Regions from separate parts of the Rattus norvegicus genome. Here region 1 is linked to region 2. Evidence: chromatin contacts called from public Hi-C data. All regions are on one chromosome and are shown on one strand. Each heading gives the region's core, a stretch centred on a gene start, on an enhancer-like site or on the middle of the called end of the contact. The rest is flanking DNA. Distances are from core to core; before and after follow the strand shown. Region 1 overlaps Kifap3 (kinesin-associated protein 3). Region 2 overlaps Kifap3 (kinesin-associated protein 3).

The links. A called contact is a pair of places that touch in the nucleus more often than the background predicts.
Region 1: a Hi-C map of liver shows a contact between it and region 2, with 7 times the contacts expected there. The contact joins two enhancer-like sites. A contact is called at or near these places in 10 of 12 Hi-C or Micro-C datasets (the A7r5 cell line, the Rat2 cell line, Schwann cells and 5 more) and 1 of 1 datasets of contacts at active chromatin or transcription factors (oligodendrocytes).

What each region holds. Positions count from the first base shown.
Region 1 is chr13:78,787,626-78,793,477 of GRCr8, forward strand. All of the region lies in intron 19 of Kifap3 (kinesin-associated protein 3), which reads left to right. Among named protein-coding and RNA genes, the nearest start is that of Scyl3, 21 kb to the right of the region's middle. Within about 2 kb of position 1,481, at least 6 of the 93 cell types and tissues checked have an H3K27ac peak or open chromatin away from gene starts, as enhancers often do. A contact at or near this core is called in liver, where this site is marked.
Region 2 is chr13:78,709,157-78,715,251 of GRCr8, forward strand. The region is part of intron 10 of Kifap3 (kinesin-associated protein 3); the gene reads left to right. Among named protein-coding and RNA genes, the nearest start is that of Kifap3, 41 kb to the left of the region's middle. Within about 2 kb of position 3,710, at least 7 of the 93 cell types and tissues checked have an H3K27ac peak or open chromatin away from gene starts, as enhancers often do. A contact at or near this core is called in liver, where this site is marked.

The sequences.
Region 1 (5,852 bases), core at 231-2,730, 76 kb after region 2:
GAATGCTTTTTCATATATTTACAACTTAAAATTTGCTTACAATCAAATTTTCAGATGTTTTTGCTTAGTTCTTTAAACATGGATTTTTAATGAGTTTAGCTGTAGATTTTGTAATCTACATATTTCTGTTCATAAGTTTTGAGAACTACTTCTTAGTTTAATTTATCTTCCAAAAAGTCTTTACTGACAAGCCAGTATATGAATTTTATCACTGACATGATTGATCTATTATTCAGCAAAATAAAGGAAAGAAATTGTTGAATAGTCTCAGATAAGTTGGAAGCTTTATGTTAAAAATCTTATTTTTATGACAATTTGGGTTTTTTAAACATTCATAACCATCTATGTCTTATCTGATGTACAAAGAGAAAAGTTTCAAAACTATATTAAAATTTTCCCAAACTATATTAATTATTTTAAGGAGTTTTAATGAGTTATCACAGAAAGTTAATAACACTTTTTTCATTTAAGAGACTAGTATTATATCATCCATGATATAACATCCATGTTACATGGCTGTATTGCCTCTGACATTTTTCAGATATCAAATTTCTATTTTATAAAGAAAGGGGAGAGATTGATATAGCCTGTTATTCTCTGTTAATCAGGATGATTTAAGATTCTTTTCCATTTCTAGGACTTACTCATTCAGTAGTGTAGTCTAACTAGAGTTCTGCTTGGTGCTTAGATGACTGTAACTAAACGTGGTTATTTCCAGTTTACAGTTAGGCGTGCCCGGCTAGAGCGCGGTAGTGCTCATGTGCTAACTTTGGGTTGTTTAAGGCATTGACTTTACAGCATGTTTAGTTTCTTTTCATTCCTTGTTAGTATTCCTCCGTACCTAATAGTCTCCTGCCCCACCTCCGACAAGAACGTTCCTCTCTGTTCAAACATCACAAGCGTTTTCCTTTTGGCATTGCTTCCCAGCTCCCCGAGCAGTGTAAGCAAATTGGAAAGTTCAGCTGTCATTCTTGGAAGGTCATAGATCACACCAGCAGCCCAAGTAATCCAAGAGGTTTTAAGCATCATAGCATTTAGTTTAAAGTGAAATTTGCTCTGACAGGGCTGGCAGACCAATAGGAAAAAGAAATGTTTGTGCTTGGAAAAGTGCATGTGTAGAGGCCTGGAGCGTAACTGACGGCTGGAAGCGGTTTCAGTCTGAAAACAAATCATTAAGAGAGTGCAAGGGGTAAAACACACAGTTCATATTTTAAAGAGTCAAAATGAACCAGCAACGTAGGTTAGCATTACACAGTCATTAGCTCGGGTGCTCACATTTAACTCACTCGGTACCAGACGGCTGGTTAGTCTGTCCCTGAGAAAACATTGCTACCAAGGCGATCCTCTGCACGTGACACGTCTGACAGTTTTGTGCCTTAAGAAGAAGAAAGGCATCGTGATAGATCACATGAGTGTGGCCAGTGACAGGGGACCAGTGACAGGCAAGCAGTTATTTGAAGGAGGTGCTAATGACAGTTTACTGATGTGGAACTTACGCAAGCCACTCGGTACGTGCCGGGGTGCGAGGCATTGCTTGACAGCACAGAACCCGCCAGTAGGTTCAGAAAGTTCTCGTGCACAATTGAAGACATGTAGTCAAAGAGAGCTAGACGCTGTGCCCTAACTAAAAGACTTCTCTAGAAGCCAGAGAGCACTGCAGGCGGAGGCGGCTTCTCACCTCAGCTTGAGAGTCAGATACAGCGAGTTGTCTGAGGCACCAGCGCTACAAGTAAGAGAAGGGAGGAACTAGTTAGTAGCCGCAGCTCCTTTCATCAACTGTTGTTCTCTTTGGAAAGCCAGTCTAAAATCAGAACAATACAAAATTTATAAATATTTTCCTTGAATGTCCAGAACAAATAAAACAAGAATAGAAAGAATTTCTAGTAAAGGGGACGATGAGGCTAATGAGGAAGGGCTCTTGACGTGCAGATTTGAAAAAAAAAAAAAGACAAATTCAGAAACCACTTCCATGTATGGAAATGCTTGTGATTTCCTTCTTGATTGACAGCCCACTCTTACCCCGACAAGTGTTAGCCATTACTCTGGGCTAGTGAAATAAAAACATCTAATTCTCTCTCAATTGGTGCTAAGAAGACAAGTCTCTAAGTTCCTTCATTTCTCCCTTCATGCACTGTGTGCTGTGCCGTCAGGACTCCCAGGAGTGGGCATGTCACTGTTTGTCAGAGTTGTTCTTTCTCTCCCTCCTGGACCTGGTCAGGGTGCCGCAGAGGAAACTGTAGGTCTGCAGTGGGCGGGGACAAGTATTAATTGAGATTACAGGGAAGTCAGAGAAGTGGGATTTCACTACCAATCGGAATAAATGAAAGACACTTTTTACACACGCCCGTCCATTGGTGTGAATTCGTTTTTATCTGAAGCATCACATAGTCACTAACTGGAGGAATCCGCCCCACAGTCTTTTCCCCTTCCAGCTGACGGATGTCATTAACAATGCTTTTAATGAGTCCCAGACGAATGATTTAAATACAGCTTCCCACCCAATACTTACATAATTTGCCCTTTATTTTGAAAAAATGAAATTTCATTTAAAGATATTATTCATGGGGCTGGAAAGCTGGCTAAGTAATTAAGAACAATTTCTACTCCTTCAAAGGACCTGAGTCAGTTTCCAGCACCCACGTCAAGCAACTCACAACCACATCTGACTCTGGCTGTGGGGATGCAACACTTCCGGTCTCTGGAGGCACCTGCACACATGTGGCACACACAGGTACACACACAAAGAAAACAGACCCCCTGAGTATTATTTATGTTTCACTTTATTAATAATAAAAGGCAAAATATAATTATGTGTATACAACACACAAAAGGAAATTAAAATTACGACTAAACTGTGTCTTTGTGTGTGTGTACATATGACAGACTCATTAAAAGACTGCATAATTATACTCTTGCATTTCATTTTCTCAATGATACAGTGATTCAATTTCAAAACAAATTAATGCCTTAGAGAAATCTAAAATACATGTGTACAACAGTTAAACTTACAAAAGACATAAACGTTTTTGCTGTTGGTTCCATGACAGTTTTCAAACTATGCAGTCAGAATAGTACTTTAATGTGCAGGTTTAACTTTTCACTTGCAAGCAAGCTAGGCATAGTGGCTCACACTTTTAATTCCAGCACTTGGGAAGCTCAGAGGTAGGCTGGTCTCTGTGAGTCCCAGGCCAGCCAGAGCTACACAGTGATACACTGTCACAAAAAAAGAAAAAAGAAAAGAAAAAGTCAGTGTGGAAGACAGTCACTTAAGCCCCACGGTCACAGACTTTACGTTCAGGGACAGGTGTTTCCTATTTTGTGTGAACTAGATTATTTCACACTTATAAAATTGAAGACATTAGTTATCTGAGGAAGCAAAACTTCACTCCATGCGTGTTAAATAGTTTAAATGCAATTAGCTGTTTTAAAACTCAGTGGCACATTCTGAGTACAGTGGTAAGACAAGCTCGCCATCTAGTGGCGATTTTGTAAATTACATTTGGGCGCCCGTTCTGAGACCTTATTAGGTATTATTTACTTGTGTGGCATTTCTCTTCCTACACCAGGGATTTCAAAAACATGGAATTTTCTTACTATTAAAGTCAAACTAGCTTCCTAACCTGTCTGACAGCCCCATGGAATATTTCATGAAGTACTTCCTCTACTCATGGGGAAGGCTCTCTCATTCAGATTATCTGTAGTTATTAAAACTTTGAGTCAGTTTTAAAACCACAGTCTTAGCTCTCAGTTCCAACCTAGAAAAGTTTTGTAACTAAACTTTCATTTCAAAAGCTAGAAAGATAGACCAACAGGATGTCCCCCGACACGTGCTGTCAAACCTGACAGGCTCAGGTCAGCCTCAGGACCACGGACGGAAAGAAAGAGATCCATCGTTCCCACAAGTAGTTGTCCGACCTCCACAAGTGTGGGCACAGTGCACTGCACATACACACAGCCTTTGCTGTGAACTGTAGCAATTTGCTGATTGTTGTTTACAGGACTCGAGGCATGGGCAGATACACTCCCTGCTAAATGTTTGACGTGTGTTTGAGCTCATCCAACACCTTTTTTTTTTTTTTAACCATAGATAAGTTTCTAAAACTCAGGATAGGTTTTTTCAAAACTATTGAGTTCTCCAGAGAGTTTTACCTCAGTCCACTCGTCACTGGAGACCTGAAGTCCTGTGCTAGTTCATACCACACACTTGAGACTTCAACCAGAACGCACCGCGGGCTGCTCTCTGGCTGCTACTGTGTCTTACTCCGGCCTCTATGCCATCTGCATCTCGTTTAGCCCGTGCAATCCTACCTGTCTCTCCAGACTCGTCCATCCATCCCGATACTCTTCGTTCAAGTTACAGTCTTATTGAGTACATTGTTCATGCACATTGGGTTGCACTAATAAGACCAAGAGGTGGGGTCCCCGTGTGTGCTGTACTTGGTTCAGATGAGACTGAGCACCATCAGGGTAGTGTGGCTCTCAGCTGCTGAAGTGATCTCACCCACATCAAAAGTATCATAGATACTTAGTGAAACTCTTAAGTTATTTCAGAAAACATGAAGCGGACAGACTGTGTCCCGATGACTAAATTAACAGGGTAGTGACCAGGAGAATAGACTCCATGTATGATTGCAAAGAGTAATTCTGCGGTTACAGGGAAAGGGTTTGAGAAGAGTATAATAAACCTTCCAGCGGTCTGCCATACCCACACATGGAAGCTGCCTTCATGGAGTTCAAACGCCGCGTGTCTAGGAGTTCAGACAAGGTCCGAGTGAGCTCTGGCAGCAGTGTTGTGAGTTAAAGTACAAACAAGATTGTTTTAAAATATTTTCAGTCTCAGAGCCTATGTGCTCATGAAAAAAATGGATCAAAAGTATTCTCTCTCATGCTGACGTCCACTAATGACTTTATTACGGTTTGTACTTGTCTTGATGCCTTAGTTTAAAGAAGGAAAAATCAGGTTGCTCTGATCTAATCATAGCGAGATAACGATGATGCTTTTCACTTACGCAGCACTGTCCACCCAAGGATGTCAAAGTGCTTTGCAAACATGCACTAACTAAGCCTCAGACGGCCGAGGTAGGTGCTTCTCTCTCTTCTCCAGGAAACCTGAGTGCACCAAGGCTTCCTGCTGGCTGCCACCTCCCTGCACTGTGCTGCATGTACGGCGCCACCTGTCGTTCCCAGACTTTGTTTTTCCCGAATCATTGCCAGTTTAGAATTAGTGAATGTTGCTTGAGGACTTGTTTCAGATCCTACAAATATAGACAGAATTCAATCTTCTGCTTCCTCTGTGTCAATGAAGTTTGTAGATTTATAAAATCAAATTCCAAATGTTCTTTATATTATATTATTGTTGAATTATAAGTGTATTTTCACTTTAAGGAATGTTTTTCCATTTTCTTCTCTACGTTCCCCTAAAGTCATTGTTCTTGGGTATAGAACTTAATAGAGATTGATGACATTATCATCCCTTGATATCTTTTTACCAGAGACCCCTTTTTCTTGGACTAGATTTATCTGTTACCAAGAAAATACACTGGGTTTTGGTAATTAAACAATTTAAGATGTTTTCTCTGAACACTAAAGACAAAAGTTAAATATCACTAAGCAGTCCCAAGAAGACACAGCAGTATGGTGGCTGCATATGCTAATATATGGTAATATAGGATTTACAGACTTTACGTAGATTGAGAGCAGCAGAGAGGGTTTGTACATACAGAGACACACTGAGCGATTACAGTTAATTCCACATGTATAGCCACATGTTACTGTTATCTGTCAGTGCCAAGCAAAGCTCAGATGCCGCACATCACAGCTTAGTTTCCTTGGGTTCCTAGGTCCCTGGTCAG
Region 2 (6,095 bases), core at 2,460-4,959:
GTTCTATAAATATCCGTTAAGTCCATTTGGCTCATGACTTCTCTTAGTCTGTCTACATCACTGTTTAATTTCTGTTTCCATGATCTGTCCATTGATGAGAGTGGGGTGTTGAAATCTCCCACTATTATTGTGTGAGGTGCAATGTGTGTTTTGAGCTTTAGTAAGGTTAACAGTTCCTTCTATTTCTGTGTTGTAGTTGCAGTAGTTTCTCTCTGTCTTTAATTCTGCTTAAGCCTTCTCTCTCTTTTTCCTGGTCTAGTTAAAATGTGTAAATTTTGTTTTTCTTCTCACAAAGCCAATTCATAATTGTATTGAGCCCTTATATTTTTAATCTATTACTTCGTTTATTACTGCAGAGATGATCTCTCAATATTGATTTGTTCTTGTTTTTTATTTCTTAGATGCAATGATAGGTTGTTTGAAATGTACTGATATTTTTGATAGAGATGTTGATTGCTATACAATTTCCTCTTAAAACTGCTTTTATCATATCCCTGGGGTTTTGTTATGTTACATGGTTTTGAATCAGGGATTGACCTGACTCGGGCAGAGAGGGGATGGGAGAGACGCATTCATAAAGAGAGAAAAGATGGAGTCAGGCCTTGTGTGCAATACCTGGGCAGGGTGAGGGCACGGGAGCCACAGTGGACATTTTCTGAACACACTGTCAGCGTTCACACTCAGGCCACCTGAGCCTTACTCACCAGAAAAAGGCTGGCCACCTTCTCACGGGTCTGAGGCTTTGCTTCTGGACATGGCTGACTCATGTGGACAGCACACATCCACCCAGGACTTCCTCACACACTCGGGCTCTTCCGTGCTCCACACTGTGTTTTCATTTACATTAGGTTGGGGAATCGTTTTAAATTTCCCTCTTATCTTCTTCCTTGACTCATCAGTTGATTGGATGTATATGTTAAATTTCTTTGTAACTGTATTATTTCTTATTATTGATTTCTAGTTTTATTACATTGTGATTAGGTAAAATACAATAATTTTCAATTGCCAAGGTTTGTTTTGTGGCCCACCATATAATCTGCTGTGAGGCACTCAGGTGTCAGGGAAAAGTGTATGTATTCTGCAGCTCTCGGATGAGTTGTTCTAAATGTGTCTTCTCGGCCCATTGATTGTCAGACAGGATTGACTATTGTGGTTTCATCTGTGTGTATGCTAAGGGGCTCTTTTTCTTATTTGAGTCTGTCACCTTTGTGGATTCGATCGCCTTATGTGTTGAGTTCTTTCAGTTTCTGATAAGGTGATCGATCCCCTTATCATTATAGAATGACTTTCCATGTTTCTTTTTGTTGCTTTTGATTAAAATTACTTCTTCTGGGGAAGAGGGGCTAGGAACGGGATGGTGGGGGAGGGGTGCAGAGGAGGGACTGCGGTCAGGATCTAAAGTGAATTAAAACACTACCTCTTCCAATGTAAATGTAGATAATAACTCCTTTTTAGAATCTGTGTGTGTGAAATACCCATTTCTTCCCAGTAGCTTGTAGTATACATGTATTCTTAAAGGTATTCATCCCATGATTGAACCTTTTCATTTTTGTTACATGTACTTCAGCATGTGTAATGTGTGCATACATGTGTGGTAGGAGATGCAGGTACGTCCCACGCAGGTGGACATGGTGAACAGAAGACATTTACAGGGTTAGTTCTCTCCTGCCACCATGTAGGACCCAGCAGTTGAACCAGCTGTCAAGCGGAGTGACAAGTGTATGTGTTTACCCACTGAACAATGCTGTGAGCCTTAATTGGGGCTCTCAAATAATTCACTGTTCTGACGAGACAGCTGGCTGGGCAAGTGGCCCAGGACCGTCTGTAACTCCAGCCTCAGAGGCTCTAATGGCCTGTCTGACCCCCTACACGTGTGGATGGATATGCACACATGCAGATAAAGCACTCCTACATAAAATAATAAATCCCTGCTATTCTGTCCTTTACCTGGAGAGTTTGCCTGGTTTGAAGTTAATGTCATTATTCATGTCGGGATATCCTAGAGCCATTTTATAACTTTTTAAATTGACTTTGTTCTCTTCTTTGTAGTTCCTTTCTTGCCTTCAAATAAAAGTGTGCTTACATTCCAACCCTCCCTGCATTTTGAATTTTTTGATATCCCATAGGACCTCTTTTGAACATTTCGTAGCTCCTAGCATGCTAACATAGTTGTTGTTTTGTCAGGCTTTCTTCCTGCACTACCATAAACCCGTCATGCTGCCCGTCCCTGCTTTGTCCCTGTGGGCCTTGCTGTAAGTCCTCTGTCAGATGACTGGGACACCTTTGAATATTATTTTCTTTTTTTCCTGCTCCTTAAGAATCCTGTCTTTAGCTTTTGAAGCTGGCATACGTGTTTTATGTTATAACTTTATGAATTGTGAACTTGACATGTAATCTTTGGCCTTTGTGTATGTAGCTACTTGAATGTCTTTCTATGTTTAGGGGTTTTCTGTTACCATCTTTGAATAAACTTTCTACTGCTTTGGCTTCTCAAGTCTGTTTGGTCTGATGACTCCCAACAGTGGCACAACAGATCCCTCTCCTCAACCTTTGTTGGCTCCTGTGGCTCTGTTTGCAGAGCCTGTCTTTGAACCCTGGGTTTTGCTGCTGGTGTCTTCTGTCACATTTTCCCTTTCGTTTTATATGCTTTCCAGTTCAAGGATTTGTTTGAGTTTTGTTCCTTTCTTCCTGCTGCTCCTCTTTGCCCTATGCGTAAGCGCTTGTGGACATTTTTCCTGTGTGTTCACCTGAATTTGAGTTCTCAGTGAGTGACAATTTTACGTTTTCCATGAGTTCATAAACATTGCTCAGTTTCTGGCCCTGTTTTGTGCTTGTGGTGAGATCATAGGTCTGTAAATTTTCCTTATGCTTGTTGGAATCACACGGATACCTATGCTTTTAACAGTTCGATAAAAGCCATTCTCTTGTCATTTGTCCCTTCCTTCTAGGACTTCTAAATGAGGATTCTAGTTTTCTCTGAGCCTGTGGTCACTATTGCTGTATCACCACTAGATGGTGCCCTAAGTATGAATTTGCAATGTGTCCCCACCTGGTTTACTTACCTGCACTGCTTCTGCTGTAGAAGCCCTAAGCCAACTTGGCCAAATGTGAACTTGATATATTGTTTAAGATGGAGTTTATGAATGCCTAAAAAGGATACTTTGCCACTTCAAACCTTTATTGGAGCCAAGAGACACAATGTTCATTTTTACTCATTTCCTGTATTTTATTTGATACTTATCTGACCATGGGAGGATCCCTGATAAAATTCTGAAGTAACAGTTTGGTACCTGCTCTTTCTTCTCTCATCTTCGCTGCCTGGGTTTGGAGAGTGTATGGGCTGGCAGTGTCCTGAGCACCTACTGCCACTTACACCTAGAGCCCAGGTCCAGTTGAGTCAGTGGTGTGACCGAGTCCCACCTGAGACTCATGCAGCCAGCTGCAGGTGACTTTAGCAAGGATACAGTTCTGTCTGGGGTATCAGTATACCAACAGGCAGGACTGGAGGTTCTGTCTATAGACACTAAGCAGGAACTATTTGCATTCACTGATGCTGAATTTCACTCACTTAGCACTGATTTGGGCTTAATTTAAACTCTTCCGCCATCCAGAGAGCAGAGTCCTTCCCTGTGTTCTATTGCACAAAACTGAGGAAAGGACAGTAGGCAGGGCACTTGACTGTCAAGGCAAACATAGTCCAGAGGGCCAAGGCCACTGACCTGGTGACACCTGCCATGGAGCTGGATTCAGGACTGTTTCACTGTGGGTTCACACCGTGTCAGCTCTTGCTTTATGGAAGGAGTTCCCTTTCTTGCCCAAATGGGAGATGTTTCCTTGGCTGCTGTGTTGCTTGTGTGTAGGGAAACTGAGACGCAGGCAAAAGCTTTCCTCCTGCTTTCTTCAGTGCATCTTTGTAATCGTTACCCTGAGACCAAGTGCTGTGATAACTTACCTGGTTTCCTTCGCTCTGGGAAGGAAGCGGGTTCTCTCATGAGGATATGCCTGACCACTGTGTGAGTGGGAAGCCTGCCACTGGCGTCTACCCACATTTTGCCCTACAATCTTGTTATCTTCCATAACAGACATAGCGCTCTCTCCTAATGATATATTCACCTCCCAAAAGCCCCAGGCTGACACATCTTCACACTGAAGAGTGGTTTTCAATGTCTGATTTTTGAGGAAATATAGCCTTTCGGTTTGCAAGAAGTCTCTTAAAATCAGTTACAGATGTATTCTTTAAACTCTTTTAGGTACTCTTAAAGTAGTAGTGATATGATTAAAGCATAAATTAAGGTGACTGCACTTAAGTCTGTTACTGAAGTTTTAGGACGAGAGCCCCAACACTTCAAGATGTAGCTGACTTATCTTTGGCTACCTGCTATACCAATTAAAGAGAGGTAAGGGGTGAAAAGCCACACAGGAGATGTAATCAATGTAGCATACTGCAAAGGACATACATAAAAGCATTCAGTGGCCCTAGGTACATATTTGGAAAGAGAGGAAATTGGGGAAGGGAAAAGACATACACACACACACACACACACACACACACACACACACACACACACATAAGCAGATTGGACAAGGTGTGGCCTTGTTGATCATTGTCTCATTTCTGCTCCTCTGCAGTCATACAGCAAAGTTCCAGTGGTAAAGGTGGGATTTCTCACTATCATAGAGAATGGTCTTCATTTGGATGGTAGTCTGTTGGCTCCCAGCTATTCAGGGGTATTTAGAAGGTTCTTAAGCACCTATCATAAAGGTGCTTACTGATTGATAATCTTGTTCCTACAATCCCAGGTAACTGGGATTTTAATCCCACGTTTTAGGACAGTACCTAAATTCTAGGCATTTTATCTAGTTTTTAGTTACCCTGTGGGCTGAGTTATGAGTTAGTATATTTTAGCAAAAGTGGTTTCTTCTGCTACCTCTGCTGTGTGTACATACTTATCACTGTCCTTCATTCAGGTTTATAAATCTGAAGATAATTTATAGTTAGTTTAAGGCTATAAATATTATTAGTCTGCTCAAGAATGTACTCTTTCGGAATGGCTTCAAGACGGTGTATTTGTCTTTAATGCAGTTTTCCTTCCCCTCCGCTAAGCCATCATGTCTTGTTTCTTTTGCACCAGCAGCATGTGGAGAGCAGCAACCCCCCTCCCCCCATAACGATGTGTTAGCTCTAATCTCCTGAGACTTTGGAAACTGACAACTGAACTTATATGAATTGTATATTTTTAAAAATTGAATTCCAAATAAATTCCTCAAGGCTTTCATCCTGGTAATAATGCCTTCAGCTTTCTACATGGGGCTTGTAATTTGGTTGAATGAGCAAACCTGCTTTCCTTGAATGTCCTGCTTCGCTTTGCTCAAAGAAATTGCATTTTGTGTATATCTGATTTTCTGATATGACCGTGTAGCGTATTGTTATGTATATAGAAAATTGAATCTTCAGTTCCTAACGTAAGAGGATGAGCTTCTGAGTGGAGTTTTTCAGTGATCTATTTAACATGTTTGATGTTTGGCTATCAAGCTTATGTAAAAAGTATAGTAAGAGACTGTTACCAAAGCTATGGTTTGAAAAGGTTAGGACTTTGACTCAGAATAATAGGTATTTAATATTGTTGCAACACAATGTTGCCATGAATATGATATGTATGTGCGCAGGGGGCAATTGTATATATCTGCATGTATATATATGATACATATTTCATTTAGCATATGTAATTTAACATGTTTACAACACAGTATTTATCTTTTCTATATGTAATGTGTTTTTCTCATTTTTAACATAATTTTTTGTATTCATTAATTTTATGTCTTCTGTTTGATTTACTTACTATTCAGCACTAAAACATGTTTAACAGAAATAGTTAGACTTTTTTTCCTCCAGCCCTTCAGAAATATCATTGTTTCTGATCTTTTTCTAAGTTTCTTTTTATTTTTAAATTATTTTAATGTGTTGAACATTTCGTACAATGAGTTATTTTAGGTTATGTTTTGGCCTGTTCCAAGAGTGATTTCCATGAAATAGAAATTGAAAGACAAGTGGGAAAACCTTGTTTTTGAATACTTTTGTAGGGCCATGCCATGCT